2 separate regions of the Mus musculus genome follow, and region 2 is linked to region 1. Evidence: chromatin contacts called from public HiChIP or PLAC-seq data. All regions are on one chromosome and are shown on one strand. Each heading gives the region's core, a stretch centred on a gene start, on an enhancer-like site or on the middle of the called end of the contact. The rest is flanking DNA. Distances are from core to core; before and after follow the strand shown. Region 1 holds the start of Mdm4 (transformed mouse 3T3 cell double minute 4). Region 2 overlaps Pik3c2b (phosphatidylinositol-4-phosphate 3-kinase catalytic subunit type 2 beta).

Region 1 (4,321 bases), core at 1,634-4,133:
TACACTGATAAATATTTTGAAAAATAAAAAAGGGAAAGGGAGCTTTTTAGTCTACCTTTTACTCGCCTGGTCTCCTGGCTCTCTCTCCTCCCTGCTCTCCTCAAGGGCGTGGCCCAGCTCACGGCCACGCCCACTCTGGCCTCTCCCAGATGTCTCTACCTCTGACTATGCTTTATTTACAATAAACCTTTTCCTCTGCCAGAAAAATAAAAGGGAAAGGGCTAACTCTTTGGCCTGCATCAAGGATAATGGCAACTCATCCATAATTGGGCATTTTCTTTATCTGGATAATCAGGCTCCTAGACTAGTTTCCAGGTCTTACTTTTTTTTTTTTTAAGTTTTGAAACTTGGACTTGAGGCGAGTGCCTTTATCTGCTGAGCTAGCTGGGTGACCTTTAGGTCTTATTTTTTGGAAGCCTTTAGATCAGTGCTTCTCAACTTGTGGGTTAAGCTCCTTTGAGTGGGGGTCAAAACAGGGGTTGCATATCAAATATCCTGCATATCAGATATTTGCATTATGATTTATAACAGTAGCAAAATTACAGTTATGAAGCAGCAATGAAATAGTTTTATATTTGGGAGCACCACAGCACGAGGAACTATATTAAAGGGTCACAGTTTTAGGAAGGTTGAGAACCACTGCTCTAGATTGCCTTTTTCGAGACAGGAGCTCTAGCTGTCCTGGAACTCACTTTGTACACCAGGCTGGCCTCGAACTCAGAAATCTGCCTGCCTCTGCCTCCTGAGTGCTGGGATTAAAGGCTTGCACCACCATGCCCGGCTAATTATTTTGAGAGTGGGTCTCATGATATAGCCCTTGTGGGCCTGGAAGATGCTATGTCAGTCATGGTGGGTCATGCTTGTACTCCCAGAGTTTGGCAGGCAGAGGACTGACTCTAATTCCAGACAGCTTGCATTATATCATACATTACAGGCCATCAGGACTGCAAAATGTGACTGACCCTGTCTCCAAAACAGAAGAGAACCAAAGCAATGTAAGCAAACAAAAGTGGTTGCAAAAGGAGAGAGGGGAATAGTTGGCTGGTATTTGCCTATAAGTGCCCTTACCTCTCTTCTGAGGAAACTCTGCTGACTTTAAGCTCATTGTCCGCAACTTCAGAAAGAGAATCACCACCTCAGCTCCTTCAAGGAACTCTGGATCTTCCAGTGGGGAAAGGTTATAAACAGGAGCTGGGAGCAGAGGCAATAAGATTTTATGCCTAGCAGCAGACACGCAGAAGCAGGCAGATCTCTTGAGTTTCCAGGTCAGCCTAGTCTACATAGTGAGTTCCAGGATAGTCAGAGCTATATAGTAAGACCTTGTCTAGAACAGAACAAAACAAAACGGGTAATGTTTACATTGGAAATAATGAATTTGTATGATCCTCCAAAAAGCCCAACTAAATAATTCGCCCAACCAAAATATAGTAGGGAGCATACAATGTGTGTACGGGAGATCAGGTCCCATTTTCTTTGTATAAGAATGCATCTGTAGCCGGGTGTGGTGGCGCACGCCTTTTAATAATCCCAGCACTCCGGAGGCAGAGGCAGGCAGATTTCTGAGTTCAAGGCCAGCCTGGTCTACAAAGTGAGTTCCAAGACAGCCAGGGCTACACCCTGTCTCAAAAAACATCTCTTTCTGGGATCCACATCTTAACACAAATTCTTGTCCAGAAAATAACGACCAGGGAGTAAGCTGGCTCATTGACATGTCAAAAAAAAGAAAAGTAGTCAAAGGATCAGGAAGGGTTAGCTTGTAGGGAAATGAGAAGACTAGAGATGGGATATGGAAGTTGTCTTTTTTTTTTTTTTTTTTTTTAATAGAACAGCAGACACCTTTATTACACTACGCATGAGGCTCATTTGCCTTTCCGGGCTTTGATCTTCCGCAGATAGAACTCCAGCTCCTTGCCTTCGAGCACATAGCCGTCTGCTCTGCCACACTGGCCTGGTCGTGAGGCAATACAGGCGAGAAGCTTGCCCTGCTGGAGCTGCTCCTCCAGGAGGCTGCTGATTTTGGCATTCTTTTTCCTTTCCTCATATTTCTTTTGAATTTTCTTTGATCGTTTTTTGTTTAAAATCTCTTCCTCCTCAGGAGTCAGCTTGGCCCCCTTCTTGCGGCCCAGGGGCAGTGCATAGTGGGACTCGTACCACTGTCGGTACAGCGTGCTGTCAATAAGCACGATGCAGTTCTTCACTAGGGTCTTGGTGCGGACAAGCTCGTTGTTGGATGCATTGTAGACAACATCAATGATCCTTGTTTTGCGAGTACAACACTCAGCGCCCCAGGAAAAGTTCCCCACATCCAATCTCAGGGCACGGTACTTCTTATTGCCTCCTCGAATTTGGACTGTGTGTATGCGGCGAGGGCCAATCTTCGTGTTGGCAGCGGGCCGTCCCAGCTCATACTTTCGCTTCTTGTGGCAGGGTTTTCGCTTAACCCCCCCCCCCCCCCCCCCCGGTCTTGCGGCGCTTTTTTTCGATCGAGACAGGGTTTCTCTGTATAGCTCTGGCTGTCCTGGAACTCACTTTGTAGACCAGGCTGGCCTCGAACTCAGAAATCCGCCTGCCTCTGCCTCCCAAGTGCTGGGATCAAAAGCGTGCGCCACCACGACCAGCCTCTATTTTCTTTCAAAACCTCTTTATGCAAGCAAGGTATGCTGTGGCAAGCCTTAAATCTCAGCACTCGGGAGGCAGTCTGGTTTACATAGTGAATTCCAGGACAGCTAGAGCTACACAGAGAATCCCTGACTCAATAGTAAAATAAAATAGAAAACTATCTCTGTCTGACCTCGGAGGTCCGGAGGCTCTCTTCCCGGACTAGTGTGTACTCAATGGTAGATTCTTCAGCCTTTCTAGCTCTCTAGTCCTCCAGGGTCCGCTCTATGGTTCCCCCGGCCTCCCCGGAAGCTCTTGCGAACGCTGGGTTTGAGAGGCCGGAAGTGGTGCTGCCGTTGCTCGCAGTTTCAAAATGCAGTGCAGGCCTTAGGGTCTCCGGCTGCCACCCCTCCCCCAGCTAGGAGGGGGAGCGACTCATGGAGCGGCCGTAAGGTGTGGTGTTGGGGTCTGGCCCGCGGGGGGCCGGGGGAGCGGACAGAAGGTCCGGAGGCTTCGGAGCTAGGAACCGGGCGGGAGGAGCCTGGGGCGCGGAGGGCGGCGTGGGCCGCGGGGCCGTGGAAGGGGCTGTGGGGGAAGGGTGGCGCTTCGACCCCGGGGTGGAGGAAAATGGAGTGTGGTGAAACGGAGTCCACAGTTAACAGACTGAAAGCGAAGTGAAGGGGTTGATCTTTTATTTGCTCTTCCACTTTGCGGGGTGGGTGAGGCACTTTGAAGGAAAGGAGTCGTAGAGAGAGACCTGGAGAGTGTCATTGGCGTGACTTAAGATTTAAATAATTTCTAGGGCTGCAAATTGTCTGCTTTAGTGTGTGAAAGATACTTGTTTGCGGTCTTCATACGGACCTGGGGCATTTAAAAAATTAAAAAAATATTCTTCACGAATATGTTGTGTTATTATTATTGAGACAGAATCTCATTATTATTATTATTATTATTATTATTATTATTATGACAGAATCTCACTGTGGCCGGCCCTGGCTAACCCGGAGCTTGCTGTATAGACTAGGCTGACCTCAAATTCACAGTCATCTGCCCCTGCCTCCAAAACAGCCTGCTCCTCTACCTCACCGGGACCACGAATATGAACTTTAATTAGCACACCACCCAACGATGCTTGTACATCCCCAGATTTTGACACCACTCTTATTATGACACATCTGGATAAAACAATGCCTGTCTTGTCCTACTCAAGAAAGGTCTTTGTGGATTAGGAACCTCTACCTAATGACAGGCACGACATGTGTCAAAGATATTTGAAACGTTTAATAATGCTGTCAGTTGCTGCATATCCAAGTTTAGTCTCCTCCTTCATACATTTCTGCTAGGAAAAAAGTTTGTTTAGGTCCAAAGTATTACTTTCAGTATTCTTTTACTGTACTGGTCAAGACCACAAACAACTCCTGTTTCGTTTTTTTTAATTAGCTATTTTCTTTATTTACCTTTCCTAGTTTCCTCTCCGAAAATCCCCTATCCTCTCTCCCTCCCTCTGCTCACTAGTCCACCCACTCCCGCTTCCTGGCCCTGGCATTCCCCTATACTGGGGCAAAGAACCTTCACAGGACCAAGGCCCTACCTCCCGTTAATGACCGACTAGGGCATTCTCTGCTACATATACAGCTAGAGACACAAGTCCCACCATGTGTTTTCTTTGATTTGTGGTTTAGTCCCAGGGAGCTCTGGGGGTACTGGTTAGTTCATATTGTTG
Region 2 (4,476 bases), core at 629-3,128, 59 kb before region 1:
TAGGGAAAGGCTGAGTTGAGATGCTTAAGGAAGACAGGATAGGCCCCACTTCAAAACCCTGAACGGCATTGACAGGGCAAGCCACTGAGAGTACCCAGGCTGAAGCTGGGGACCTCCTTGTGTGGTCCCAGAGGCATCCTAGCCTGTCTGGATCTGGTAGCACACAGTGAGTGAAGGCTCTATTAACTCTAGGGCCTGTGATCATCTGCTCTGAGCCACCAAAACATACATCCTCCTAAAGTGGGCATCAGAGCTGAACAATCCGGTTCGGTTCTCTAAGGGGCTCTGCTCTCTCACTCAGCACCTGACCCGTACCGGGCAGAGCCAAAGGTAAAACCATCTGCTAATGGAGTTGTATTCTGGATCTTTCTTCTTCACTGTCTGTTGGTTTTGCCACCCCCTATTCCACACCACAGCATCTCATGGGCTCGAGAAATGGGAATCACAACCAGGATTGAGGCAGCTTCTCTCCCACCCTCCCTCCAAAGAGAACATGTCCCTTGAGTGACTAGTGGGAACACTTTCCCTTGAGCCCTAAGAGAAGGGAGCGCCCAGCTGGATCTGACCTAGAAACATGAGGTCTCAAAGCAAGGGGAGCCATGGGTGGAGAAGGCCTCAGACCTAACTTTAGAGGATGCTGTGAAATTGAGGGAGGGGGATGTCTTCGACTCATGCTCTCCCATTTACTGAGATGCTTGGCCACATCTCATCCCATGCCCAGAGTTCCTAGCTGGGTCTCACCTGCAGGATAACACTGTCTGGCTGGTGGAAATTAGGCGCACTCCAGCGGGCACCGGAGTTTTCCTGTGTCGCTGGCCACAAGCCCAGGAGCTTTCGACCACAGGTCAAGACTCTAAGGCAGAAGGAGGGTAAGATGAGCCAACAAGCGGTGCCTACGCTGGGGGTTTCTCTCCTGCTCTCTTGTCCCCAAACCTTTTCTAGTTGAAGCTTCTCCCCCACTCCTGTCCCTTGGATTATCCCCAGAGGCCACAGGTCTTACTTCAAGCTCTAGGAGGGCTCCCATGGCAGAAAGCCTCTCTGAGCTTGCCACTCAGGTGACCCTTTGGCAGGGGTGTCTCCGTGCCTGGGTAGATGACCTCTGAAGTCCTTCTGATACAGGACCCCGTGACTTGTTACAGGGATAGTGTTTTCCCACGCCCCTCCCCCACCTGCCAGGTTACATCAATAGTCCGGGTCACCAGCTCTGTGCATTGACTTCTCTACAGGGATGGGGACCTCTGGGCTTCACAGTGAGCGCCATGTGGCCAACCCTTCTCAGGGAGTACCGAGTATAACTACCAGGCTTTATCTCCATCCCCCTTGCTCCCTTCCAAGGCTAGAAGCTGTTCCCCTGGCGCTCACACGTACTGCCTGAAGTTGAAGAGAGGGGTAGTGACCCAACCCAGAGCTTCAGGCACCCGCTTCTGCTTATTCGCTTCAGAGGAACCCCCAGGAGGGGGAACGGGCAGGGCATAGAGTGTGGCACACAGCAGAGTCTCCCGAGGTAGCCTGTTCACCTGCACTGGAAAGCAGATCCTAGGAAACAAGGGGATCAAAGTCAACAGCCTTGGGGGGGGGGGCTGGGGGCGGGGGGTGTAAAGTACAAGCAGAGAAGCAGCCTTCCACTCGGGTGTCACATATGTCCCAAGGCATGCCTCCCAAGGGACCAGGACAAGTCTCAAGAGCCTCTCTAGGAAGAAGCACCAGGTTCTCTGTCCCACCTTTCCTAGCCCCAGGGACCCCCCAAAACAGAGTCATGGGAAAAAAGAGAAGGGGCTTTTCAGAGAAGAGTGAGAAAGGAAACAGGCCAGGCCAAGACACGCATAAGCAGCATAAGCAGCGCTCAAGGCCAGATGTTCTTCACGGTCCGCCCTGACGGGGCCACACCCAGCCACACCCTCTGAGTTCAGGGTAAGGAGATTTGGGTGTGGGGAGGTGGAGAGAGCTGAGGGGCTGGGGAAAAGAGAGCCAGGGCCCACCCTGTTACCTTTCCGGGAAGCTGTCCCTGGGCCAAAGTCCACACTGCCACACCCTCCTGGCTGGCCCTAGGCCCGACTGCTGCTACACCCAAAGGGCACAGAGGCAGGGCCGCCACCCCCAAGGTCAGAGGTCACAGATAAGGCAGCCTCCCTCTTCACTGCCCCTCACTCCTGGGGAAAGTCTCCACTCAAAGAAGGCACTCAGCAGCCGCAGACTGGCACAATCCGGCTCTGCCCCAGCTGCTTCTACCCTGGGGGCCCCACAGCTATAATTAGGGCCCCTTCAGCAGCCAGGGGATATGCCAGGCTGGGTCTGGCCGGAGGTGACAGAGCATGGCTGCTGGGCCTATTTTGAGAGCAAGCTGATCCCATGTCCATCCAACTACAGTGGGAGGGAGAAGCAGCTGACCCCACAGCCAGGGAGAGGAAGTTGGTCTGGTCATCCAACAAGAGGAAGAGCTGACCCGTGGTATGGCCGTAATCCCAGCTCTTGGGAGGCTGAGGCAGGAGGACGGCTGGGATTTCAAGGTCAATTTAAGTCTGCATGAGTATGAGACCTTGCCGTGGGAAGGAGAGAAGGAAGGAAGGAAGGAAGGAAGGAAGGAAGGAAGGAAGGAAGGAAGGAAGGAAAGAAAGAAGGAAGGGGCAAACTGCCTTACTGAAACCATAATACAGAGAAGCAGGCAAGGCCTCCCCTTCCTCAGGTCCCAGTGTATCTGGGATTCCAATATGACCTTTCTAACCCTATGCCTCGGCTTGGTCAAAGGAACCACTACTTCTCCTGAAGAGCTGAGTCTTCTGGCCTAAGAAATTCTCCTCTCGGTGAGCCCTTCTCCAACACTATAGCACTGGGGCTACTGGGGTTGTGAGGTGCTGGGTGGGGCTCCTGCTTGGCCACTCACAATCTTGAGCATCTGAACTGACAGCTCCGCCCTTGGCACGCTCACCAGGAGAAGAGCAGCCTATATAGTTTGGGTTCTTTCTGCTGTGTGATATTAGTTATTACTCTGGACCTGGCTGATGTGACATAGATAGCATTTTCACACAAATATCCCCCTGGGCATTAGTCACTGCCAGCCACCTGGAACAGAGAAACAGGAACTGAGACGGTCAGAGCTTAGATGATGAGGACAGAAAAGGAGAGTGCATTTGCTTACCAAGCAGTAGATGGTGGACCAGGTTTGGTCTCTTTCCCTTTCTCAGTCTATCGCTCCCTCTCTCTGTCTCTCTTGTCTTATCTCATTATTTCACTTAGGCTGGTCTTGAACTCGTAACAATCCTCTGGCTTTAGTGTTTTAAGTGCTGGAGTACAGGTGTGGCACCCCATGCTCAGCTATCCAAAGTACTTTCCTATTTATTGGTTTGTTTCATCTTTGCGCCACTCATGAATCTAGGCAAACTCTCTACCACTGAGCAAGTTGTTTTCTTAGTGTCCTAACAACTCTGCCAAATCTTGGAGAGCACTCCTAGAACTGCCTCCATTGCAGGCTGTCTGTCATCTACTGAGGATGGCTGGCTCAAAGTTGAGTCCAGACCTTCAGCATGTCATGCCTTTTCCCACATGCCTTGGCCTTCATTAAGAAGGACTAAGAGGCTTGTGTGGCGGTGCAGGCCTTTAATCTCAGCACATGGGAGGCAGAGGCAGGTGGATCTCTGTGAGTTCACGGCCAGCTTAGTCTACAGAGTGAGTTCCAGGACAGCCAAGGCTACATAGAGAAACCACCTCCCACAGGGCCTGGTCCTGCGTAACAAGGTAGAGATCTTGACCCTAGCATGGAAGGACACCCACGTGGGAGGCTGGGCTGTGTCCATACCTCATACTCTGTCAGGGACCAGGTCCAGTGCTTAGTGAGGATAAGAGTCTCAATGGAGACTCTTGACTTTGGTATTCCAAACTGAACCCAGGTCTCACTACGTCGTCCAATCTGCCCTCAGGTTCACAGCCATTCTGCCCCAGCTTCCTGGTATTACAGGCCTCGCTTGCTTCTCAGGAGCCCCTTCATGCCATTACCTTGTCTGCAGGGTGTCGGGGCGTTCTAGTGTTTGTTAGCAAAAGCTGTACTTCATTACTGCTCTAAGAATGACCTAAGTGTGAAAACAGGCTATGCCTTCCCTCTAGTACCTTTATAAGACAATCTACCCAGACCCTTCAACTACTTATTTGAGAATCCTCCATCTCCCCGTGGACATTCTTCTGTCCCTGCCACCTGCATTCCACCCACTTACGTTGCATTTGCTGCTCTGTAAAGGGGGACTCAGACATAGTAGCCTGGAGAAGTGAAGGGGGGGAAGGGGGCACAGCAAGCAGGCACAGCAAGCAAGGGGCTTTCTGGCTGTCGGGAGGGTAAATAAGGTCCAACACAGACAAGCACTGGGGGACAAACCTGCAATCCCACCCTTGCGGTCCCCTTACCCCTCATTTCTCTCCTTCCTGAGATCACATTATTGTTAATAAACGGTACTTCATGCCATCTTGTGATGGTGGTTACTGTATTCA

What was found. HiChIP or PLAC-seq counts read pairs in DNA pulled down with a chosen protein or histone mark.
Region 2: a contact with region 1 is called in an H3K27ac HiChIP or PLAC-seq map of embryonic stem cells, with 10 read pairs. The contact joins the enhancer-like site here to the promoter of Mdm4 in region 1. A contact is called at or near these places in 5 of 15 datasets of contacts at CTCF or cohesin (CD8 T cells, the G1E-ER4 cell line, embryonic stem cells and 1 more), 90 of 484 Hi-C or Micro-C datasets (the 4T1 cell line, the 63-12 cell line, the AML12 cell line and 61 more), 31 of 115 datasets of contacts at active chromatin or transcription factors (the 230-238 cell line, CD8 T cells, the HPC-7 cell line and 23 more) and 5 of 9 other capture datasets (adipose tissue, embryonic stem cells, embryonic tail and 2 more).

Annotation. Positions count from the first base shown.
Region 1 is chr1:133,023,978-133,028,298 of GRCm38.p6, reverse strand. Mdm4 (transformed mouse 3T3 cell double minute 4) reads left to right here and starts at 2,883. Exons shown (of 11, transcript NM_001302801.1): 1 at 2,883-3,051. It overlaps Gm41953 (a long non-coding RNA gene), which reads right to left and starts at 1,566. Exons shown (of 3, transcript XR_878532.1): 1 at 1,069-1,566. It also overlaps the pseudogene Gm29257.
Region 2 is chr1:133,081,878-133,086,353 of GRCm38.p6, reverse strand. Pik3c2b (phosphatidylinositol-4-phosphate 3-kinase catalytic subunit type 2 beta) reads right to left here. Exons shown (of 33, transcript NM_001099276.2): 13 at 1,369-1,536; 14 at 742-853. Among named protein-coding and RNA genes, the nearest start is that of Gm51647, 9.5 kb to the left of the region's middle. Within about 2 kb of position 1,878, at least 77 of the 459 cell types and tissues checked have an H3K27ac peak or open chromatin away from gene starts, as enhancers often do. A contact at or near this core is called in the 230-238 cell line, the 63-12 cell line, B cells and 13 more, where this site is marked.